Linked DNA regions of Mus musculus: regions 1, 3, 4, 5 and 6 are each linked to region 2. Evidence: chromatin contacts called from public HiChIP or PLAC-seq and promoter capture Hi-C data. All regions are on one chromosome and are shown on one strand. Each heading gives the region's core, a stretch centred on a gene start, on an enhancer-like site or on the middle of the called end of the contact. The rest is flanking DNA. Distances are from core to core; before and after follow the strand shown. Region 1 holds the start of Egr3 (early growth response 3). Region 2 holds the start of Rhobtb2 (Rho-related BTB domain containing 2). Region 3 holds the start of 9930012K11Rik (RIKEN cDNA 9930012K11 gene). Region 4 overlaps Ppp3cc (protein phosphatase 3, catalytic subunit, gamma isoform). Region 5 overlaps Slc39a14 (solute carrier family 39 (zinc transporter), member 14). Region 6 overlaps Bin3 (bridging integrator 3).

Region 1 (3,908 bases), core at 627-3,126, 270 kb after region 2:
TGCGCAGCTAGGGAGTTCCTCCCACGCGTCCCCCGGCCCCGCATGGACCTCCCACGGCGTGAGGCCCGGGGATCCTCTCTTCCTTCTTGTCAACACTCCCACTCCCCCTGAGAGATGCAAGTTCCCCCAACCCCGACTCTCCAGCGGGGGCCGCGGGATTCACCGCGCCCACGCGGCCACTGAGGAGGGAATCCTCCCCCGCCAACCCGGTGTGATTCGGGGTCGCGCCTCCGTGCTCCCTCCCTCTCCTCCCCCTCGCTCTCAGCCAGGCTGCGCGCTTCAGGAGCAGGCCTCGGGGAACACATCACCCACCCCCGGGATCCGCTGTCGAGGTGACAGCACCCTGGGTCGGCACAGGGGGCCGCCCTTGACTGCAAGGCACCCTCAGGCAGCAATGAGGACAACCCTGCGGGAGACAGAGAGTAGAGACTGGAGGAGACCGCCTTGGTGGCTTAGAATCTGTGGGTTTCACATCTTCCCGCAGTAACTCAGCCGCAAGCCCTTCGCCGGCTGCAGTAGATAGCGACTGTGCCCCGGCCTGCTGGGCCCTCCTGCCATCCTGTGGCCAAAGGGGTTTGCTTTAGAACCGTTAGGGAATTTATCTGGGAATTATTTGGTGCACGTGTTTTCTATCCCCTAAACTTCACTCTTTCCTAATCTCCACAACAACAACAACAACAACAAAACCCTCATACCCTCGCCCCTAAAAGTTCTTGCCCACTGCGCAACTAGCTAATCCGCTACACATTCCCGGGCCACTGCGCTCAACTGAGAGTCAGCGCGGGGTCAGGAACCCCAAGGGAGGGGCCGGGGCTGCGGGCGGTGAATCAGAATGATGTCCGCACGAAAGTTCTAAGTGTCCAAGAATAAGAAGCCTTAGGACATTAGAACCCCTTCCCCAAAGGAAAATACTTCATCTCTCCATCTGAATCCAGTCAAGGATAAGAAGGAAAGACAGAAGTTGTGTGGGGGAGCCTGGCTTGAAGCGGTCACCTCTCCCATTCCTAGACTGCTAAGGAACCTGTGTCCTGGTGTACTGAACTCTTTCTAAATGCTGGGAGTGCTGGAGACCAATTGCAAACAACTCCACTCCTCCAACGACTAAATTCTGTCTCTAATGCTGTCCTCAAATAAAAACCTACATGTTTAGTTACAGGGTTTTTCAACTGTGCACTGCGCATCGCGCGCTTTGCATTCGGCTTCGTCCCTCTTTCTTTTTTCTCTTCTCGCTTTCCTTCTTTCTAATCTAATTGACTTTTTTTTTTTTTTTTTTTTTTTTTTTAAAGAACGGAGAGCGGTGCGGGCGCTGCACGTTGGCTGCGGCCCGCTTCCTGCTTTCTAATGTTCCATTGTGAGGAGCTTCCATTGTGACGTCGCGCCCCTTCGGCTGGGCTTTGTCTGTCCATATATGGGCAGCTACGTCACGGAGCTTTCCCGGGGCTCAGATAAATAGACTGGTGGAGTTCCCTGGCTGGGAGCTTTTGGGCAGCAGTGAGCTAGCTAGGAAGCGGCGGGGCTGGTTGGTGGTGATAGCAGCGGCGGCGGCAGCAGCAGCAGAGGAGGTGGCGGCGGCAGCGGCGGCGGCGGCTGTGGCAGATCGGGGGGCGGGGGGGGTCGGCGGGCTCGTGTCTGTGAGATCAATACTGAAGCCGCGTCTGACCCCCTGGAGCCTAGATCACCCCCCCAGCCCAGCCCCCATCCCACTCCTCGCACACGCCCCACCCCACCCCCACGACCCAGCGTCGCACCGCACCAGCCGAGGCACCCGAGAGGATTACCCTCTTTGCCCCTCTCCCATCCACCCCTCCAAAAAAGAATAGATCCCCTCCCCTGACCCACCCCTTCCCCTTTTCACTCCCCCCTCCCTCCGAACTTTCCCTCTCGCATGCTTTTCCCCTGCACCACGGATCGCCTCTCGGATGCCGCTCGCCTGGAAGCTGCGTTAGGAACAGGCGGCGGCGGCGGTGGCGGCGGCGGCGGTGGCGGCGGTAGCTCGGGAGTGCTATGACCGGCAAACTCGCCGAGAAGCTGCCGGTGACCATGAGCAGTTTGCTAAATCAATTGCCTGACAATCTGTACCCCGAGGAGATCCCCAGCGCGCTCAACCTCTTCTCCGGCAGCAGCGACTCGGTAGCCCATTACAATCAGATGGCTACAGGTAAGGGTGGCGGTGAGGCGGCGAGGCAGCGAGGAAGGAAAGGGGGAGGACGAGGAGGAGGGAGCGAGCTAGCGATGGATGCACATATCGATGGATGCAGAAATGGATGGATGGAGAGACGGATGGAAAGATGGGGGGCGCGCTGGGAATTTTCTGGGGGGCGAGTTGCTTTTCCCACCCACTCCTCCCGCCCTCCGAGATCGGGAAGGCTTGGTTGGAGACGCCACGGTTGAGGCTTCGGTTCTCCCGGGTGGGGGCAGCCGCCGACTGGAGGGAGGTAGGTGCGAGCAGCTCTGGGGTTCTCCCTCCCCACGCAGGGGGCCCGATCGCTGGGCTGCGTGCAAGGCGTGGTGCTGTAGCCCCCTTTCTCGGGAGGAGCCCAGCGTCTTTTTCACCCGCGCTCTCCCCCCTCCTTACTCCCTCAGCCTCCCACCCGGGATGGAGCCATGTGCGGCGTGGAGTCCCCACGGTGGGAGAGGTACTGCGACGCTGCCTTTCCGGGGCGTTCAGCAAAGCCATTGGGGGTGTGGGGACGGTGGGGAGAGGGAGGGGGCTCACCCACGGGGCGGGGGAAAGGGTTTGCCACCGGGGGCGATCCTGGGACCCGGGAGCTTGGGAACGGCGGCCGCTCCCGCCGTGGAGACATGGGCTGGTTTTCCGCCGCTCTCCACTCTCCTTAGCTGGGTTTAGGCTTTTCCCCTCCAGCCCGAGCAGAAAGCTCCTTCAGGCCGGGAGGAGACTGGGGCCGGGAGAGGCTCCCTTTACGGGCGGCACCCTTCTGCGCTCCGAGGACAAAAGCGTCGAAGCTCTTTGGGTCGGCCACCCGGGCTCAGCGCGCGTAGGGGGACCTCGCTTGGGGCATGAAGGCGCGGCGTCTTGGAGTAGACAGGGCCGGGGGAAGAGGCCGAGTTGTGTGTGCTGGAGAGCGAGAGCCGGGCGCGCTCCGGGTCTGAAACTACCTGTAGCTGCAGCTACCTGTCCGCCCCACCTCGGGAAGAACAACAATGCTCTCTTGCGCGCGTGCGTGTCTGTGTGTGGTACGTGAGTGTGTGCGCGGCGTGTGCGGTGTGTGTGCCGGAGCCACTCCACACCCCGATCCGTAGTATTTTGCTGTATCCAGGTTGCGCCGGGGAGCGCGGCACCGCCCGCTTTGCGCCGGGCTCGGCGTTCCTCTTACCCCACGCGCTGCGCACTCCAGCCGGCCGCACCCTCTACTCCTGGGCAAGGACCTGGGCGCCGCGGCCGGGAGCCGGCTCGGCTTCACTCACCCCTCCCCTCTCTCCCCCGCTCTCCGCAGAGAATGTGATGGACATCGGTCTGACCAACGAGAAGCCCAATCCGGAACTCTCTTATTCGAGCTCTTTCCAGCCAGCCCCCGGCAACAAGACCGTGACCTACTTGGGAAAGTTCGCTTTCGACTCTCCTTCCAACTGGTGCCAGGACAACATCATTAGCCTCATGAGTGCCGGCATCTTGGGGGTGCCCCCGGCCTCAGGGGCGCTCAGTACGCAGACGTCCACGGCTAGCATGGTGCAGCCTCCTCAGGGAGACGTGGAGGCCATGTATCCGGCGCTGCCTCCTTATTCCAACTGCGGCGATCTCTACTCGGAGCCCGTGTCTTTCCACGACCCCCAGGGAAACCCTGGGCTCGCCTATTCCCCCCAGGATTACCAATCGGCCAAGCCGGCCTTGGACAGCAATCTTTTCCCCATGATTCCTGACTACAACCTGTACCACCATCCCAACGACA
Region 2 (3,907 bases), core at 882-3,381:
CGTGAATTTTGGTAAATTCACGCCAAGGGAGCCTGGGTGGGAGGAGGTATTTGTCGTCTTATGTAATATAGTATTATATAATGCTAGATTGCATATCCATATGTGTAATTATATCTCCCTTTAAGATACAGGCTGGCCCAATTAAGCCAGGAGAACTTTTTTGTCTAATCAGGCCTGTCTTAAGTGAGGATCCTGTCCAGACGACACCATGGCAATATTAATGTAACTTCTGTTCTAGAATATTACTACTTTTCTGGATCACTGCTGATGCATGACAATACAAACCATGCGGTGAACTTTCCCACTGTCCCTTTCCCTCTGGCACACCCTTCTTCAGTGACTGGACACTGTTCCTCTCAGTTGTCCCAGCCCCATTCCTCCAGAGCCTCCTGACCATCCTCCACCCTCATCCAGGGTATCACAACCTCCAATTCACTGATTCCACCCCCTTGACAATCCTGAAGCCACTGAGATTTCCTCCCCAACTCTTGTCCCCAAGTTACCCCCCCCCCCCTTCACAAACAGTGTCCTGCACGTCAGCTTCCCCAGTTCTTTGTGCTCTGTCCAGGACAGATCCGAAGGTGTGCTCGGATTACCCACAAACCTCAAGGGCTCCCATTCCCACCCCCGCACCCCTACACACACTGTTTGCAGAGCTCAAAAGCCCCCCTTTCCCTCCCACAGCTGATAGGAGGCTTGTTCATCTGTGGCTGCCCTAGTCTGGTTGTCAAGGAAACGACAATCTCCCTGGGAGCCTGGCTTGTCTCCTAGCAACCAATATCCCACATCCTGCATCTTACAAAAAAAAAAAAAAAAACGTGAAAGGGAGGAAAATCGAGAAAATGAAAGTAAAAAGCAAGGAAGGTGGATAGAAAGGAAGACTCGGGAGGAGAGGAGCAAAGGAAAGGTCGGTTTGGAGTTAAAGGAGCTCCCACTGTGGACGCTGACATTGTAATATGGGCGAAGGTGGAGGGGTGGATCCTCCCTCCCCACGCAGAAAACGTAAAGCAAGGCCCAAAGGGATCTTAAATGATCACATTAACAGAAACAGAAGCCTAAATACAGGATAAACCTTTTCAACCCTAGGCTACCCGAACATTAACAAAGAAAGCTCAAGAATTCCACCAGTAGTTTGCCAAAACTCAGCTGGACAGACCACAGTGGAGTTGACTTCAAAGAATCAGCTAGCTCCACTGCCGGCAGCAAACACCGCAATTGTACTGTTTTTTGTTTTTGTTTTTGTTTTTTTAAAGAAAGAAAGAAAAGAAAGGAAAGTAAAAGAAAAAGGAAAAAGGTACACCTCTACCACTCTGAACCTCTTATTTCCCTCCTGACATGCCGCTCTGCACACACAATTTTTTTTTAATGAAATAAATAGGGAAGGGGGAGGGGCACGACACACCGATGCAAAACATGTAGTTCTCCCCTAAAAACACCCAAGAAAGGTTAGTTTCTCTTCCCTCTGAACTGTGCAGACTCAGCAAGTGCCCAAGGGAAGAGTGGAGCTCAGGGGAAGGCAGGAGGGACGCAGGGAGGAGAGGGGAGGGTGCTGAAGGATGAGCCAAGGCGAGGTGGCACGTTTGCTTGCAACCCGGCCATAATAGAAATCAATCGTGTACTTACACCACTACATGTGACGGGGTAATTTCTAGTGTAGGGAACACATCTCTTCCTGCTAAGCACGCTCATTTTAGTGAGATGTCTGGGGTCACTCTGCGCGTGCAAGTTGGGGCGCCGCCGACGCTGCTGCTCTGTGCTGGAGACCCAGACTCCTGGGGTCCCGGTTCAGGTACGATCAGAAGAAACTCTGGCACAGGAGCCCTGGTCGGACCGCGGCACGTGAGCAGCCTGGGGCGCTGCACTGCAGCCACTGCCTCTTCCGGATCAGCATCTCCGCGCGACCCGGGCGCCCAATGTCATGGAGGCTCGCGGAGCCGGGTTGCGCGCCGCCGCTCCGACCTCCGGCCGCTGGGCCGCGCCGCCGCCCGGCTGCGCTGCGGAGGTTGCGGGCGGCGCGCTAGAGAGCGAGGCGCCGGGTGAGGCCGCCGCACGCGCGCAGCCTTAAGACGCCGAGCGCCGCAGTCCCCGAGACCGCTCACGACCTCCTTTTTTCATTCACAAAAAAAGCAAAGTTGGGGGGGTTGGAGGGGAGAGGGATTAAAAAAAAAAAAAGAAAAAAAAAAAAAAAGGAAAAAAACTGCACCCAGGAACGGTTGCTGTGACAAGGACTGCCCACAGCGGCGTGTGGTTGGTGGAGAGCGGAGCGATGGGGATTGGACACCCAGAGGCCACGCCCGAGACACGCCCCCGATCCCGGGAACGCCTCCCGCTCCTCTCCTGGTTTTGCACCTCCTCCCTTTTCCCCTGGGAGCCACGAATGGCCAGCAGCTGACCTCGCCAGTCTCAAAACCTTGCAGGACTCTCAGGATAGTTTTCCCCAGGAGGCTAGGAAGAAACTCATCCGGCGGTGCGCCCTGAGAATGCAAGTCAGAGGGCCACGGGAAGATTTTCCTGTTTCTCCCTAATTCAACCAAGCCTCTACCCCGCACACAGCTGCTCCGAGTACTGGGGGACCTTTCTTTTTTCATTATCCCTGCAGCTCCGACTTCTGTAGCTCTTAGTGAGTTTTCTGTATGGATACCCGTACTTTTTGACCTGTCTGCCACCTAGACCTTCTTTAGAGGTTCCCATCCCAACCTGTTGTCAAAGAGAGTTCAGTAGAATCTCCATAACTTTGCAAAGAATGCCAAGGAAATATTAGCCAGAGAATCCCTACCTAAGTCCTCTGTGGGTGCTCTAAATATAGTGACTGTCATCCCCAGCACTTGGGTGGGTGAGACAGAAAAATTGTCATAAGTGCAAGACTAACCTGGGCTACAAAGCAAAACCTTATCTCTAAACCCTAAAATAAAAATGGGTTGAGTCTAATGCCATCCATTCTGTTCATCGGAAGGAAGCGTCTGCGGTCCCCGGTCAAGGCTGGGTTCCATAGATTGGTCGGGACTGCTAGGAATTACACATCTTACCAATTCTCTCTGGACAGTTTTTTTTAAAGCAGCCTGGCAAACTTCACACAGCAACCTCCCCTATCACACTTCCAATGTCCTTTTTGAGAATGCAGATCTGTTTTAATGTTGGTTTATGCAAAATATGATATAAAAGAGAGGTTTACTACCCCTCTCCAAAGTCAAATAAAAACTGGATTTTTGGCCAAAATACACACCTCTAACCCCAGCATTGATAGGATTGAGGCAGGAGGATGGAAAGTTTGAGGTCAATATGGCTGATGTAGGGAGACCCTGCTATAAGCAAATAAATACTCAGTTTGTATTGTCTGAAATATGCCCTGTCTGTGAGTGCCTAGGACAGAAAGTTGCTCACCAGGGCGCCTGTAGTAAGTGTGTACTCAGGTTCGTTTAATCATTGTGCAGTAGGCAGATACTTTACTGTCCCTGGCCTCCAACACCTACCCAGAGCGGAAGAGAAGGTTGACAGTGACTGGAAGTGCTTCCTCACACTTCCTGTTCAGATTCTGCCTTCATAAAACAAATACTAGTTCAAAGGCATGTTTAAGAAAGAAGGTAGGGGCTAGTGAGATGGCTCAGCGGATAAGAGCACTGACTGCTCTTCTGAAGGTCATGAGTTCAAATCCCAGTAACCACATGGTGGCTCACAACCACCCATAATGAGATCTGACGCCCTCTTCTGGTGTGTCTGAAGACAGCTACAGTGTACTTATGTATAATAAATAAATAAATAAATAAATCTATCTTAAAAAAAAAAGAAAAGAAAGAAGGTAGAAGCCGGGCGTGGTGGCACACGCCTTTAATCCCAGCATTTGGGAGGCAGAGGCAGGCTGATTTCTGAGTTCAAGGCCAGCCTGGTCTACAGAGTGAGTTCTAGGACA
Region 3 (3,653 bases), core at 542-3,041, 350 kb after region 2:
CTAGCACTCAACAGCATTCCCTTGAGGAGGTGTGTCCTGTACCAGTGGTGAACAAAGACACAGGACAACCCCATCCCCACTGGGATAAAGTTCCAGCCTTGCTTGGAAGATGTATAGATAGGGTTCTTATAACAATTGTTGACAGCCAACAGAAACCTACACTTCCAGCATGTGGTAGGCAAAGTCCTTGCAAGTCATGACAAACAGCAATGCAGATAGCTTAAGAGACCCTTAACTAAGATTCACCTGAAACAATCAAGTCTAAGTGCCTCGGACTTCCTGGATATGGGAGGGAGAAAGAGCGAAGTGAAGGACGGGGCTACACAGTGCTATCTGGAGTCCCTGACACACCAGGAAGCAGAATGAGGTATCGCCTAGAGTTTATGAGGACACTGGTAAAAATGACAGCAACTGGGGCTGAGATGTGACCCTGTGAGAGCTTTCAGAGAGTGCACACACAGGGCACTGGGTCCCATCCTCACACTGCAAAACAGAAATAGCAGCAGCAGCAATAAAAACAATGCCCCCTCCCCAAGGGTTTCTCTGTGTTCCAGGTTGTCCTGGAACTCACTCTCTAGACCAGGCTGGCCTTGAACTCAGAAATTCGCCTGTCTCTGCCTCCCAAGTGCTGGGATTAAAGGCATGTGCCACCATGCCCGGCTGGCAATTATAATCATTTAGAATAATTTTGTTTTTTTAAGCAAGAAAGGATGATCATGTGACAAATGGAAGTTTTTGGAGTTGGATCAATGATTCAGTATTTTAAAATACTACTTTTCCAGAAGATGGGCGTTGGGTGGGTCTTGGGTGGGTCTTGGGTTCCCAGCACCTACATGGGTGTTCGAAACTCCAATCCAAGGGCTCTGAGCCCCTCGTTTGACTTCCCCATCCAGTCCACACAGGTAAATCAGACAAAAGTAAAAAATTTAAACAACAACAAAAACCTTTTAAGTATAAACTAAGTAAAACAAGGAAACTGACTTTGGTTTTGTTTTGTTTTGTTTTGTTTGTTTTGAAACAGTGTTTTACTCTGTATCCTCAACTGCCCTTGAACTCCCAGTATTCCTCCTGCCTCAGTGCTGGGATTATAGGCACGAATCCTCCCAAGTGCTGGGATTATAGGCACGAATCTCCTCGCCCCTTTGGTTAGCATCCACTTATTACCACCTTTGTGCCAGGGGTTATGATGGCCTAGGTGGTCTATGGGCATCGGGCAGAAGCTTGGGCAGCTTTGGCGGGAAGAGGATGCCAGCCCGTCCCCTCTGGATCAGGAAGTGTACCAGGAAGCCTAAACCCGGCAACCATCCCTGAGAAATGGGTTTGTGGCCACCAAGGGGCTTGCAGGATTGCTGGCTGGGGCAAGAATATCGGAGCCACCCAACCTCGGATAGAAGAAGCTTCCACAATGGGAATTAGGGGGAAAGGAGACGACGGACCATAGAATGTGGGTGATGGGTGATTGGCCTGCAAATCCCGGAGGATCTGCGCTGTGTATGGCGTCCCAAGCCTATTCACTCGACTCCTTCAAAGCAAGGAAGCAAGGGGGCGCGGCCGGTGGACGCCGCTTGAGCGGGGCTGGAGAATAGGAGACGACCCCAGGGTGGGAGGCAACGCGACTCACCCCGGCCGCCAAGTCGCTCCACCGCAAAGACGCGGCGCCGGCTCAGCATGGCGTGTTCCAGACGTGGAAACCGCTGCAGCGGCACCGGAGTGATCTCGGGCGTCCCCAAGTCCCTAGCTGTGCTGGAGCGGCTCTGCCCGTGGATCCCTGCCCAGATGGGCGTGGTTCCAGGACACTCCCTGCGGGGGGCGGGGCGGGGCGGGGCGCGGCACGCAGGTGGAGGGCACTGACCTAGGCATCATCAGTCTGGAGACTGCCTTCCCTAGGCTCATATCCCCAGCCCTTGCAGCAGAAGTGCCCCAATTAAGTGCTCTTGGAGGAGAGTGTACCCACTCGAGGGCTTTAGCCGGCTGGCTGCGAGAGGTCACCGCTCCCCACCCCGAGACACACACACACACACACACACACACACACACACTGCTCGAGTTGCCTGTGTTCCTGCTGCTGCAGCTTGGAACCTTACTAATGCGGAGCTGCACTGCACAACAGCCCGGAAGGAAATGGAACCCCACAGTGCTGGCGGAGGGAAGAAGGCAGACTAGGGCTGCATCCGGCCTCACAGCTGTATAACTTGAGGGCAGGTCCCTCAGCCTGTCAGGAAGGGGAAAGGGTTCTGCGCCCTGGGAAAACCTGTGTCCAGAGCTCCTTAAGAACCCCTTACCTAGCCCAGGCCTGTCTTATCTGGGTGCTGCTGTAGGCGTGTGGTGGCTGGGTCTGCAGGCTGTGGGCAGGAGGTGAACCACAGCCTGGAGGCTGAGCAGAAGTTTAAATGCTTCCCTGACCCTAGCAGCCACCACCCTCGGCCCGGTTCCATTCTACCCCTACCCCATTCTAAAAAGGAGCCCAGGAAGCAGCTGATGGCCAACTACCAGGTGACCAGATGGTACTGGGGCTTCTAGGGAAACATCCCCTTTCTCTGAAGCCAATAAGGACTGGGAAATCTCAGCTGGCCTCAAATGCCCTAGAGGCAAATATGGGTGACCTGGAGAAGAGACTGAGAGCCAGAGTCACCGGAAGTCGCCCGCCCCTCTCCTTGCTTCTTCCTTGATCCCATCTTCTAAAGCTCTCCGCTGGTTCCTTTGTCAGAGAGCCACCAACAATGCAAATTGCAGTACTATGAAGTTGGCAAACTGAGCCCCACAACCTCCTCCACTCTCCCACTCCCCCATCCCCCCAACCCCCGTTACAAGATGAGAGCTGAGTTGCAGTCCTCTGTCATCTTCAGAACCTTGCTGTTTAGGTCAAGCCCTTTTCCTGCAGCATGAGTTCCCAGGGTTGCTGGCTGCTCCACCCCACCCCCATGCCTGTCCTTCAAATATAATGAGGGAAACAGGATGCTGGACCTGGCAGAACTGCCTTCTCCAAGCCCAAGAAGATCCAGAGAAGCAAGCTTCTCCAGCCAAGCCAGGTGGCTCCCACCCCCCCAAGGTGAAGCTGTAGGGAAGTAAAACAGGGGTATCCTTTGCCTAATTTTGCCCTGAATTTGGAAAATGTGGGGCCCAGATTCCAAGCAGCAGTATCCCTGGTGACTAGGGTCAGGAATGCATCTAGAAACAGGAAGCCAGGCCAGCAGGAATGCAGTGTCTCAGCACAAAGAACCCACACACACCCCACTAAATACACTCCTCAACATACACTCCCTCCCAGATAGGGCCCCGCCCCTTTGTGCAAGGCTGGGCCAGGTCTGATCTGTCACAGCCTTCATGGGAACTGGACCTGAGGTAGTGGGCTAGGCTTCCTTCTGCATCTAATGTCCTGACTGAAGCTAATTCATAACCCAGCCAGTCCTTCATTACCCCAAGGCTTGTGTGTCCCTGCAGTACCTGCCATTACCTAGGTCTCTTTTCTTGGCCACCTCCACCTGAAAAATCATGTCCCTTTGGAGTAAACTGCAAGAAGCATCACAGCTCTACCGTCTGTTGCTCCTTCAGGCAGTCCATCCATGGCCGTGGTCCTTCTGCCTCCAGTGGAGAAGTCCCAAGTTCAGGAAGCTGGCTCCCTGAAAACACCACGCTTGACTAAGGGGACAAGT
Region 4 (3,968 bases), core at 314-2,813, 440 kb after region 2:
GGAGGCCAAAGTAGGGTGGGAGTTTGAAGCTGGTCTGGGTTGTACAGTGAGATCCCATTTTAAAATACTAAACAAATATGCTCCCAAAGAGCCTAATCTCTCAGGAGATGAAGGACAAGCAGCAGCTTACATTCTAAACTTACTGACCTTTTTTTCCCAATAAGATCTCTTCTTCATCTAGGAATGGGAGTGCATACCTGTAACCCTAACACTTGGGAGATGAAGCACGAGGACCCCAAGTTCAAAGCCAGTCTGCATTACATAGCAAAACCTTGTCTCAAAACAGAACAAATCAGAAGAGGAGTTGGGGAGAGAGAGGTAGAGATGTCAGATTCTTGGGGAGCTGGTGCAGAGCAGAGTAAGATACCAGAGAGTGTCGCTAAGGCCTTCCCCATGCTAAACACATGCTTTACTACAAAGCCTCACCCCTTACCCAAGACCTTCTTATCTGACTGAATTTTGTACTTAAAAATAGGTGTCCAGGATATAGCTCAGGGGTAGAGTGCCTGCTTCACAAACACAAGGACCTGGGTTCCATCCACAGAGCCAAAAAATAAAAATAAGCAAATGAACACAATAATAAAATAAAACACAAAATTAAAGTAGAGCTCACAGTTACTAACAATTCACACTAAGATATTGCTGGACTTCTTTACCTTTATTGTTATAGACATCTAGGTAATTAGGGGCAGAGAAAATCGTAATAAGTGACGGAAAGCCAGTTGCTTGGTTCTTCCTATACATTCGGTACCTGAAAAAGGAGATATGAACTCAGGCATTTTTACACTAAAAGTAAAATCTGCAGGAAGGTGAGGTCTAAGTGCAACCTACCCCGCATCCTGGGCTTCATGGGCTCTGATTATTGATAATAAACTGTTGTTCTGTAAAAATTCACAAACTGCAGGGTAACTGAAAAAGAAAATGAGAAAAACCTAAATATGGAATTATAGCAGTTATGTTTTAATAGGAAGAAACAGAACACCCAATCTGAGAGTTGTTTTAAGATTACAGAGACTATGGACTCTGCAATTTTAAAGATTTACTTTATTCTATGAGGCTTTTGCCTACTTGTATGGATATGCACCATCTGAGGGTCTAGTTCCCACAGAGGCCAAAGGAGGGTGGCAGATCCCATGACTCTGGAGTTACAGACAATTACGAACCACCATGAGCGCTGGGAACTGAACCTAGGTGTTAGAGCCATCAGAGTGATAATTTTTTTCTTTACCCTGACTAGCTTCCAAATCAATGAGATGATACTGTAAGTCTTGTTTAATCAAGCTTTACACCACAATAGCTGGTCAATATTAATCTGTTTTAATCCTCTAAAATATTCTGGCTCCCTCCCAGCCCGAACCCCCAAGATCCTTGTATTTTAGCACTGCTCTGGGTCGCTCAGCTCCAGGTGTGTTCTCAAGGTCCCCTCCACCCTCCCTCTCCTCTGAGTGAATCCCACTTCCCATCGCCCTTTCTCCCCTCCCCCGACCCTCCCCCCTGGCTGGCATCGGAAGTCCAGCCCCATTCCCTCCTCTGCCCAATCATTGGCTGATCAGCTTTTATTGACAGACCAGAGAATCAATAAGGAGCATCACATCACAGAGGCAGGAGGAGAGTCTTAAAGTAAGTATTACAATGCCATGTCAGGATTGCAACCAGACGTGGAGGCAGAGAAATCAGCACTTGAAAAATACATGGATAATCTTCAAACACTGCACAATAACATTGTGCCTCCACCCAGGCCTTCTGGAAAAACAGCCAGTGCTCTCAACCACGGAACCATCTCTCCAGCCCTACGACTGAACTTTTATTAAAAGCTCAGAAACCAGCTCCTCCCTCACAACCTCCCTCCTCAGAGCGTCTTAAACCCAGGCCTCTCCGAGAATCCTTGAGAGGACAGGAAGCAGGTCTAATGAGTAACTCCTCCAGCCCAGAGGAAAAACACTCTATGTCTGTCTGTCGAGTATATTATATTCAATTTCGATTAAAAAAAAAAAAAAAAAAGCTCAGAAACCAGTGATTTCTATTTCACACTACTATCAAACTTGAAGAAGACACCTTAGAATAGAAAGTTTCTCCATCTTTTAATTTATTTTACCTTAACACTACTAGTATTAGGATCAAAAATGTTGGTATTTTGATACGAAGATGTATCACAACTCCATGTATGCATGTATGTGTATACAGTAGGTCCTACAAAATTAGTGCATGCTTTTCTTAAATCATCAAACCTTTAGAAAAATTAAAAGAATCTACTTATAACTTTATATGTAATATCAATAGCAAGATAGTACTATGCATGGCTATCTCAGGAGTAGATATAAATATTATAGACCACCATACTCTAATGATATCTGCATATACTCCTAAAATGGTCTTTTTTTTTTTGAACTTCTGTTTGACAACCAGGAAGAACTAGGATATAAAATTACCATCAGAATTTGTAGCTGTTACTTACTTATCTTTTAGAAAGTATTTCTTTCTTGAATTGGGATATAACTAAGCTGGTCTACTGCTTGTGCAGCATACAAATTCCGGGGTCCAACCCCTATACACCATATTTTAGGGATGCTGCGCATGTAACCCCAGTACTTGGGAGGTGAGACAGAAGAAGCAGAAGTTCAAGGCTGTCTTTTCCTACATAGTAAGTTTGAGACCAGCCTGGGATGCACGGGATCCTGTCTGAGAAAAAGGGGGCAATTTTCTTTTTACTATGCTCAGTGGAAAATGTATAATTTTAAGATCACCTATATATGACATTATCACAATTTCGGAACAGGAAGTCCCCCTCTTGACTGGCATAGGAACAATGAATGGTCTGTTAGCCATTCATAGACTGTGAAGCAGTTTTGAGAAGGCCTTAGGAATGAGGTAGGAGGCTGTGGAATTCTGGTAGAGCCCACGGCCAAGGATTCATGCCATGAGACATTGTTCCTAGGTTCCGTATGAGGTTTAAGATTCCTAGGAGCCTCTGGCCATATTTTCATCAACCACTTAAGTGTTTCCGATGTTTTCTTGCATAATGATATTTTATGTAAATATAAGATTGAATCATTAACATTGAACTCATGGCCAGGAACACAACTCACACTTGACAAATCTCTGTAAGTTACACTACAGTCTGCTTTGCTCACGGACACTGGACAGCACTTTGTGTGATACCATTATCAACACTGAAAAAGACTGCTGACAGAAAAGTGCAGAAACAGAAACAAAACTGTGAGGTGGGGGTGGAGAGATGGCTCAGTGATTAAGAGCTGCTCTTGGAGAAGATCTGGGTTTGGTTCTTAGCACCCACATCTGTAATTCCAGTTCTAGGGGTTCTGGCCCCCATGGATACCAGGAAGACATGTGGTACAGAAACATACATGTGAGCAAAACACTCCTACACGTAAAACAAAAGAGAAAAAAAGACTAAAAACAAGAGTCAGCGCATGACTTCTAATGTCAGCTGTAAGCCTGCGCCGTATGGGCTGGCTCAGGTGCATCTGTTGTTCTGCCAAGTGTGTCCACCAATGCTATAAGAGCTCTGTGAGGACGGACTGGGATGCAGGGAACTCAGGTGAGTATGGGGATAGCTGCAAGCCAAGTGTTAGGAGGAGAATTTCTGGGTGGAAGGCCTGTGTTGTAAGAGGTGTTGGCAGGTGACCACAGGAACTGTAACAAATGACATTTGGCCAATAATGCTAAGTCCTTAAGCAACATCATAAGAGGGAAAAGTTAAATTGTTTCAGTAAATAAGTCACTAGAAAGATAGATGGCAGAGTAGAATTCAAAACGATTATTTTAAAAATGTTTAGGGGCAAATTAAGGCTTCTTTTATACATATGTATCATTTAATTACTGTATTATCTTAACCAGTTAGCAAGATTTTTAAAGAACTAAATTTGTCATAATAAAACAGTGGAATTAAAATTAGTTTAGATTTCAATGTCTTTATTTTCTCTACTTTATTTATTTATTTATTTAGG
Region 5 (3,761 bases), core at 750-3,249, 500 kb after region 2:
GAAGGAAGAGAAAAAAATGAGTTACAGATTCTGTTAACATTGTCCCAATCACTGTGATGTCTGGTTCTCAAGTGGTGGACCGTATTTTTGGAAGGATGTTTTTGGTAGTTCTGGGGACTTTTCTGGAGTTAAGGAGGTCACTGGGGGGGAGGGTGTTATCTTTGACCATTCTCTGTAGCTCTCAACAATATGGCTGCCTAAACAAGACCCAAACAATGCAGACACCAGATGATGTGTCAGCGTGGGCTGGGGAAACCTCACAAAGCCCCGCCCCTAAATGAAGAGTTATAGACAATTAGTTAGTGACTACTCAGATGCAGAGAAGCCAGTCTTCCTCAGGGATAAGCTCCCTGATTGGGAATCCAGTACATATGTACAGACGAGCAACATCAAATGGACTTGGAAGTTTGTATATTATATATATGTGTGTGTGTATGTGCATTCTTTTTTTTAAAAGATTTTTATTATTATTTACTTCATGTATATGAGTACACTGTAGCTGTACAGATGGATGTGAGCCTTCATGTGGTTGTCGGGAATTGAATTTTTTAGGACCTCTGCTCATTCTGGTCAACTCCGCTCACTCAGTCCCTGCTTGCTCTGACCCTAAGGTTTACTTATTATTATTATTATATTATATTATTATATTATATTACATAAGTCACCGTAGCTGTCTTCAGACACACCAGAAAAGGGCGTCAGGTCTCATTACAGGTGGTTGTGAGCCACCATGTGGTTGCTGGGATTTGAACTCAGGACCTTCAGAAGAGCAGTTAGTGCTCTTACTTGCTGAGCCATCTTGCCAGCCCTATATGTGTATTCTTATATCTCTCAATAATAATTAGAGAGAAAAGACTGTGCATTTGAGAGGGAGCAAGGTGGTGGTGGGGGCCACAGGAGTTGGGGGGAGGTAAATGATATAAATACAGCACTTATATATGAACTTATTAATTAAAACTTAAAAGGACATCCATAAGGTTACCATTAACTTGTGGTAGACAAAAGTCTAAGTGATGCCTTTTCTTTCTCACTCCCTCTTTTCTTTCTGTCTACACAGCACACCTTTTCCATCAAACTGAAATAAGGACCCTAGCCTGAGTATGGTCAATTTTCTATAGTGAAATGCTAATAGAGAGACCAAAGTTCTCCCTTTAAAACCCAATGACTTCTGGGTATAGTAGTTTACACCTGTCTGCCCAACATCTGGTGGGTAGGGGCAGGGCTGCAATGACTTTGAGACCAGCCTGGGCTACAGAGTGAGACTCTTGTCTCATGCAAACCCAAACAAAAACCCCGAATGCTGCATTGAAAAGGTCAGATTATTATATCATTTTAGATTTAAAAAATTTATTCGATGCGTGTATGCTATATGTAGGTGCTTTAGCTGCCTGTATGTCTGTGTACCACATGGATGCTTGGGCCCTTGTGGAACACAAGAAGTAGGATCCCCTGGGACTGTAGCTAGGAATCAAACCTGGGTTCTCTTCAAGAGCAGCCAGTGCTCTTAACAGCTGAGCCATCTCTCTAACCCTGAATTGTTACTTCTTAAAATCAGTGAATTGGGTTGAGTGTGAAAGAGACTTCAATAAAGCCAATACAAAAAACAAAATCTTGGGCTGACAAGATGGCTCCGTGTGACAGAGCATTAGGTGCCTAGTCCCATCTTAGGAACCCATGACATAAAGAGAACCAAGTCCCACAAGTTGTTTCCCATGAGAATTATCACGCATCTACACACATATCAATGTAAAGAATTAAAAACCAAACACACCCGAACGTGTGGCCTTTAGCTGCCCTCCTGTCCAAGAGGCAACCAGAAACCACAGCACTTACCATATCGGCTAGGGCAATATACAAGAACATTCCTCCAGCCAGTGCAAAAATCCAGTTTGCAGAGAAGTGGCTGCCAGCCAGGATGCCAAAGGCCAGACCCAAATAGCAGCAGCAGGCAGAGAGGAAGTTGAAGAAGAGAGCCTGCTGGATGCTCATGCCAGCATTGAGCAGGATGACGAAGTCTCCTGCAATGGCATGAGAACAGGAAGCGGGCTGAGTCAGGACGCACGACACTAATGAATGGGACTGCTTCAGCTACGGGTGAAGCATGTGCGGGTGAAAATCTCATTCTCAGGTGGTATTGGGATAAAGGCACACCCATCTTCCAATCCTGGCCATGACCTCGCAGCACAGAGGCTGCAAAGCCCTCATAGACTTCTGGAAGAACATAAGCAACCAGCACCGGCCTCATCGCTCCCCACACAGAGGCTGAAAATAATCCACAGGACTTTAAATGTCTATAACCAACCAGCAACATCCTCACTTCTTTTTTGACTGATGGTGAAATGAAAATAGCTCCCTGTCTCCTAACGGATGGCACGGTCAGGACCAGACTTGAGAGAGGGAGAAATTAGTGCTCAAGCCAATAAATGCCAAAGTTAGGAGCCCGTGTTGTCACTGGGTCCTGAGTCATGGCTTCTTAGACTCCCTTGATAAAACTACACGCACCCCTAGGCGCTGGCTTTTCTGCTTCATTCACATGACATGCTTTCTAGCTTCTACAGGATGCAGGACATAAAGAGGGGATCTTTACTGAGTAGCCACAATACTGTGTGGCACCTGGCAAGTCCTTTTCAACATTTGTTTGCCTATAATCCCCTTGATGATTCTAAAAGGCAGGTGTAGGTATTAATCATGCTATACAGGTGGGAAAATTAAGCCACAGGACACAGGGCTCATGGGATAAAAATCTCCCTGTAAGAACCTCTATAGTTCTAAGCTATGCTCCACTGTTATAATTCCAGAGTTAGCGAGACAGGGCGTTAATTCAGTGAGTGCTGTGGTGGAGGTGGGAGGAGCAGCAGGGATGTGATGCAAGAAGGGTGTCTCGGTGTCTCAGACAAAAACTGAGACAGCTGGAACACGGGGACAGGGACTAAGCACTCACCCAGCTCATGAGGGAATTCCTCACAGAGAATGGCCACTGACGTGCTGATGCCTTGGAAGACAGACACAGTGAAGGAGGCACCAATAGCCAGGCCATCGATGAAATTGTGGAGCCCATCGCTCAGGGTGATCATCCAGGCCAAGGTCCCGATATCAGAGTAGCGGACCCCCTTGAGCCAGTAGCAAGCACTCTGGGATGCCTGCAGGTCCTATGAGAAAGGACACACCAGTGGACTTCAGGTTACAGAGTGACCTCCGGAGAGCCTGACTCACAAAGGCGTGGCTTCTGTGTCGAGGCTTCCCCGGGGGCACTCAGGGCTGCTGACCTGCACAGACATGGAGTTGACAATGACCTTCTCGTCCGTGCCAGGCGCCTTGCCATCCAGCTCGCTGTTGCAGTGCTGAGGGATCATGTGATCCAGGTCCCCGTTCTGTAGCTTCTCGGTCACACCCTCCTCCTGGTCCTTCTTGGAAGGAAGTGTCTCGGAGGTAAAATGGTTATGCCCGTGATGGTGCTAGGGTAGGAAGAGTGAGCAGTGTTACTGATCAAAACTGCCAGCCCAGCCCAGCCCAGCCCAGCCCAGCCCAGCCCAGCCCAGCCCAGCCCAGCCCAGCCCAGCCCGGCGCCCACCACTTGGAGGAAGCACGCCAAGGCTGGGGAAGAGCTTATTCCTATATCCAAGGAAACTGAGCAGGTCACACACAGGGACGTAGAGAAATTGGTATAGCCGGTGGCAACACATACAAAGACAGGGACTTTCTAGTAGGCAAAGAAGTCTCCTGCTGTCACCCAATCCAGTGAGGTGACCACTACTCTAAGT
Region 6 (3,888 bases), core at 515-3,014, 330 kb after region 2:
TTCACACTGAGCAAGGCTATAACAAATCTTTGCCAATAGCACTGATAGGAAATATGTTAACCTGAAACTAGACCCAGCCCTAGGTGTGGCCCTTGGGATTCCTGGTTGGCCTCTCTGCCTCCTCTGGCAGCAGAATATGGATACTATACCGCCTGTCCCGCCCCATCCCCTCTTCCCCAGTTCTCAGGAGACAGCAGATCAGCTAGCCACTTGGAAGTCAAGGAGCATGTCTAGCAGTGTGGCCTGTGAGGAACGTGGGACCTCCTCTTCTAGGAAGAGTCTGAATCTGTACCTTTCCTTTGACAGGTGAACCAGATCCAAAAGACAGTGATTGAACCTCTGAAAAAGTGAGTAAGGCCATCCAAGGCAGTGGGCCTCACAGTACTTGTGGGGACAGCAGGTCAGCTAGCCACTCGGAAGCCAAAGACCATGTCTAGCAGTGTGGCCACAGCTTCCCATGACAAGAAACAACAGGGACACCAGCCATACAGCCTGTCCCGTGGCTGAGGCTCCTGGTTGTTCCAGGACTCCAGCACTGCCCAGGCACAGTCTAGGAACAGGGAACTGCTAATTTCTATGGTGCCAGGCACTGCCCTGGTGGTCGTTTGGCCCCTTCCCCTTTTGCCTCTGGTTGGGCCCCCAGGAGGCCCAGTGCTGGCTGATTTCAACTGTAGAGATTCTGGCCAGCACTCAACAGACATGAGCAAGGCCTTTCATCTCCCAGCCGGCCTGGGATGCAGCTGCCTGCAGCACTTTGTGTTGGAAACGTGGGGGTGGCCGCACATGGGGAAGGGCGAGCAGCAGCCACCACCGCCACCACCACCACCTCATCCTGCTTGTGAAGGTCCCCTCACTCATGACCTGTGAGAGCAAGGAATTCTGGGAGACTCTTTTTTTTTTTTTTTTTTTTTTTTTGGTCCTGCAGGCCCTGGTCAAGGATCAGACAGGTTTGTCTTGTGGGTCCCCAGGGGAGGAGGCTGGTCCAAGCTTTGCCTTGAAGCTCTTGAGTGCTTCCTCTCTCCTGGCCTCTCCCAGCCTGCTCTGACCTAGAAAGGCTCCCGCTCTGCACCAGCAGCTGCACTTTATTACCTCGGCCGTGGTGGTCCCTGGCAGCTGCCTTGCCAGGCCTGGGCAGTGAGCCTCTGCTTCATTATCATTAGGCCAGATCAAGCTGGAGGGAGATGAAGAAAGCAGTTTCTGATCCTATAGTCTTTGGGTGTCGGGGAGTGCTGAGTTATTCCTTTCCCTGTTCAGATCCAGGGGTGGGATTAGGAAAAGCCCTCCTAGTTTTCTTAGTGCTCCTCCCCAACACTGGACACTCAGAGCCACCTGCGGCTTGCCATAAGGCCAGGCCTGACCCATGCCCACCACCCCAGCCTCAGCAGCCTGGGATTTCACACCCCTGCCTCTTGGTCAGAGTTCATCTCCAAACCAGGGGACCCTACATGGGGCCCTTAGTGCAGAGGGGCTGTTCATTTGGCCTGGTCTCAGAGCTGGATGGAGGGATCTCAGAGGGAAGTACCTCTGTACACAAAACTCTGGTGTGCCTGAGATGCAGGGGTCCAGAGGCAGCCTCAGGCACCCAGAGCTGGCAGAATATGGCAGGACTGCCAGCTCAGAGAACTAGGGGGTTGACTACCTTCTCGATTTCACAACCAACGAGGCGGCATTGAAATCGGATCCCTGGCTTCTTCAGCCAAGTGGAGAGAAACCCCGGCTGCTTCCCACCATGCTAGTGGCCCACCACCTGCCAGGAAGGTGGGGGCGTGGCAGAGGGGGCGGCCACCATCTCCGCCATGGATCCGCTGACCTCTGTATGAGCCTCAGGCCTGGCTGCCTGGCTGGCTTCTGCAACCCACAGCCAGCATACAACCCCCCATGACCACAGAAACCACCGCTGCCTGTTCCCTCCTCCCCACTTGTTTCCTTGTGCCAGGAGCGAAGCTCCCAGGGACCCCAGCACCGGAAACAGGAAACTGCAGCTTTCCTGTCCTCTAATGAAGATCATGGCCACCCTGTCGCCCCCAGTATCCCCTGCCAAGGGGGCTCGGTCTCTAATCCCCCAGTCCCTGGTTGTTCACATGTCGGATGGGGATGCTTTCAATTTCCCTTTCCTGGTGGGTGGAAGATCCCGGGTGTGTGGGCACAGATGAGGAATGGCAGGCATTCCCCACCAGGCCGGCTGCTCCCAGCCCACCTCCCAGCCGGCCTCTTTCCCTCCCCACTCTCTCTTCACCCCACGCTTTATCTCCCTGGGGAGTGAGCTTCGTGTTCAATCCTATGCCAGTCAAGAAATGGGTGCCTCCTAGGTTGGGGGCCCTGAAAACCCTGATGTAGACCTAGGTCCACCTCCCATCTCTGGAAATCAGTGGGAATCAGATCTAAGCACTTAGAGACTTGGAACTCGGGAAGGTGGGTCAGGTGTGCGTGCTGCCATATTGAGCAGGAGTGTCCCAGCCACCCACGCTGGCCTGTGTCCATTTCCTCTGTAGAAAGCAAGCCAAGCTGATTCCTTGGTGTGGTAGAGTTGGTACCTAAGAGCAGAGCTAGGTGAACTAAGTGGGCATGGAGTATGAGGATGTATGATTTGAGCAGGGCCAGGGAGCAGAGGACGCCCACCTCTTACCACTACTTCTCAAGGGACACCTGAGACTCGCAGAGGATTGGACTTTTTCACCATGCGCCTTTGAAGAAGACAGTTAAAAACTGCAAGCTTTGCTCTTTAAGGAGAGCTGGGCCCATGTGTCATCCTTGTCCGGGAGGGCAGCAGGAACCTGGGGAAAGTCCAGACACAGAGGACCAGCCTCTACCAGTCCTAACCTTCCACATCAGCACCCCAACCCTAGCTAGACCCCATGGAGAGGGGATCCTGATATCAGGTACCTGGCAAGACCTGTCCACGCCTGAGACGTTGAAAATAAGAAAATGAACAGGAATTCCTTCCCCCATCACCTTGGGACAGACAAGCACTCTTCCTGTGAGTGACATTAATAGCCCCCTCAGATGAAAAGAACATGACACCTGTCCCTTGTCTCAGGGACTCCCGGTCCCAGGTCCAAAGCTACCCGCATTTCCCATTATTATCGATTCAACTACAGTTGCCTGAGCTACTGACAATCCTCGTAGCTTGATCAAATCTTAATTTGATTGAGAAGCACTGCTGTAGGAGACGAGATCTAAGGAAGACCTGTGAGTACTCAAGAGTCAGGAGCCACTAGCCGGGGCAGCAGAGCCCGTTGCACCTGCAGAGGGTAGTGATCTTGATTAAGTAGTGCTGTGTAGACACCACACTCCCCAAGGCTGTAACCCCTGGTCTGTGGCAGACTTGGTCTCCCATCTCTGCCCTTCCATGTGCACTTGCACTGTGCCCTTCATGAACTGTCCCTGTCACAATAGTATTAGTGTTCCTGGTCGGTGTGACTTGGTCTTAAAAGATGACAACCATAGAAAGGGGCCAGGACCATGAGCTGAGGTCTGTTTTGCTGAGACTAGCATGTAAGACCAACTAACATTGCACCAAGGTGCCATTTCACACCTGCAAGACACCCTTCATGTACTGGTTTGTTCCTGGTGATGCACCCTCACCCCCCATAGGTGAATTCCAATGTACTCCACCTCTACCTCCTGTCTGCCTCTCATTCTTTCTCTTTCTCTGACCCTGGCCCTGAGGCCACCCCAAAAGCAGGCGGCTTCTGACAGCAGGCAAGCTGCTAGGGTCCTTTGTCCTCTTGGGATAGAGGGAGGGGCAGGATGGTAGGTTCCTGGGCTTGAGGCACCTGTTCCCTTGAGCCACACTGCCCAGCTGCCCAGGAAGGGAGAGGGGCTCCAGAGCAGCTGAATCACTGGTACAGCTGTCTTCACACTGGCATTGTGACTGGCTCCTCCCAG

What was found. Promoter capture Hi-C pulls out the DNA fragments that hold promoters and counts their contacts. HiChIP or PLAC-seq counts read pairs in DNA pulled down with a chosen protein or histone mark.
Region 1: a promoter capture Hi-C map of neural stem cells shows a contact between it and region 2. The contact joins the promoter of Egr3 here to the promoter of Rhobtb2 in region 2. A contact is called at or near these places in 11 of 39 promoter capture datasets (the 3T3-L1 cell line, the C10 cell line, cranial neural crest and 8 more), 7 of 484 Hi-C or Micro-C datasets (CD4 T cells, cerebral cortex, embryonic stem cells and 4 more), 10 of 115 datasets of contacts at active chromatin or transcription factors (bone marrow-derived macrophages, effector CD8 T cells, embryonic forebrain and 5 more) and 3 of 9 other capture datasets (adipose tissue, liver and pancreatic islet).
Region 3: a promoter capture Hi-C map of hematopoietic stem and progenitor cells shows a contact between it and region 2. The contact joins the promoter of 9930012K11Rik here to the promoter of Rhobtb2 in region 2. A contact is called at or near these places in 16 of 39 promoter capture datasets (the 3T3-L1 cell line, the C10 cell line, the HPC-7 cell line and 11 more), 5 of 484 Hi-C or Micro-C datasets (B cells, the G1E-ER4 cell line, Th1 cells and 2 more), 21 of 115 datasets of contacts at active chromatin or transcription factors (the 230-238 cell line, the NIH/3T3 cell line, the SCID.adh cell line and 13 more) and 5 of 9 other capture datasets (adipose tissue, embryonic stem cells, embryonic trunk and 2 more).
Region 4: a contact with region 2 is called in an H3K4me3 HiChIP or PLAC-seq map of embryonic stem cells, with 2.9 times the contacts expected there. The contact joins the enhancer-like site here to the promoter of Rhobtb2 in region 2. A contact is called at or near these places in 5 of 39 promoter capture datasets (the C10 cell line, cranial neural crest, frontonasal cranial neural crest and 2 more), 2 of 484 Hi-C or Micro-C datasets (bone marrow-derived macrophages and embryonic stem cells), 5 of 115 datasets of contacts at active chromatin or transcription factors (astrocytes, bone marrow-derived macrophages, embryonic basal ganglia and 1 more) and 2 of 9 other capture datasets (adipose tissue and embryonic tail).
Region 5: a contact with region 2 is called in an H3K4me3 HiChIP or PLAC-seq map of bone marrow-derived macrophages, with 3 times the contacts expected there. The contact joins the enhancer-like site here to the promoter of Rhobtb2 in region 2. A contact is called at or near these places in 7 of 39 promoter capture datasets (the C10 cell line, the HPC-7 cell line, cranial neural crest and 3 more), 3 of 115 datasets of contacts at active chromatin or transcription factors (bone marrow-derived macrophages, large pre-B cells and pro-B cells) and 1 of 9 other capture datasets (pancreatic islet).
Region 6: a contact with region 2 is called in an H3K4me3 HiChIP or PLAC-seq map of forebrain, with 6 times the contacts expected there. The contact joins the enhancer-like site here to the promoter of Rhobtb2 in region 2. A contact is called at or near these places in 8 of 39 promoter capture datasets (the C10 cell line, cranial neural crest, embryonic stem cells and 5 more), 5 of 484 Hi-C or Micro-C datasets (bone marrow-derived macrophages, cerebral cortex, cortical neurons and 1 more), 15 of 115 datasets of contacts at active chromatin or transcription factors (the 230-238 cell line, acute myeloid leukemia, bone marrow-derived macrophages and 12 more) and 4 of 9 other capture datasets (adipose tissue, embryonic stem cells, liver and 1 more).

The regions. Positions count from the first base shown.
Region 1 is chr14:70,075,441-70,079,348 of GRCm38.p6, forward strand. It overlaps Egr3 (early growth response 3), which reads left to right and starts at 1,877. Exons shown (of 2, transcript NM_018781.4): 1 at 1,877-2,158; 2 at 3,456-3,908. The coding sequence starts at 2,005.
Region 2 is chr14:69,803,414-69,807,320 of GRCm38.p6, forward strand. It overlaps Rhobtb2 (Rho-related BTB domain containing 2), which reads right to left and starts at 2,132. Exons shown (of 10, transcript NM_153514.5): 1 at 1,624-2,132.
Region 3 is chr14:70,157,711-70,161,363 of GRCm38.p6, forward strand. 9930012K11Rik (RIKEN cDNA 9930012K11 gene) reads right to left here and starts at 1,792. Exons shown (of 7, transcript NM_001112735.1): 1 at 1,622-1,792. The coding sequence starts at 1,670.
Region 4 is chr14:70,240,073-70,244,040 of GRCm38.p6, forward strand. It overlaps Ppp3cc (protein phosphatase 3, catalytic subunit, gamma isoform), which reads right to left. Exons shown (of 14, transcript NM_008915.3): 7 at 832-909; 8 at 657-751. Among named protein-coding and RNA genes, the nearest start is that of Gm33790, 6.6 kb to the right of the region's middle. Within about 2 kb of position 1,564, at least 144 of the 459 cell types and tissues checked have an H3K27ac peak or open chromatin away from gene starts, as enhancers often do. A contact at or near this core is called in adipose tissue, embryonic basal ganglia, embryonic stem cells and 2 more, where this site is marked.
Region 5 is chr14:70,306,817-70,310,577 of GRCm38.p6, forward strand. It overlaps Slc39a14 (solute carrier family 39 (zinc transporter), member 14), which reads right to left. Exons shown (of 10, transcript NM_144808.4): 7 at 3,267-3,455; 8 at 2,942-3,149; 9 at 1,834-2,018. Among named protein-coding and RNA genes, the nearest start is that of Ppp3cc, 19 kb to the left of the region's middle. Within about 2 kb of position 2,000, at least 42 of the 459 cell types and tissues checked have an H3K27ac peak or open chromatin away from gene starts, as enhancers often do. A contact at or near this core is called in bone marrow-derived macrophages, where this site is marked.
Region 6 is chr14:70,129,212-70,133,099 of GRCm38.p6, forward strand. It overlaps Bin3 (bridging integrator 3), which reads left to right. Exons shown (of 9, transcript NM_021328.4): 6 at 307-347. Among named protein-coding and RNA genes, the nearest start is that of Ccar2, 23 kb to the right of the region's middle. Within about 2 kb of position 1,765, at least 39 of the 459 cell types and tissues checked have an H3K27ac peak or open chromatin away from gene starts, as enhancers often do. A contact at or near this core is called in acute myeloid leukemia, where this site is marked.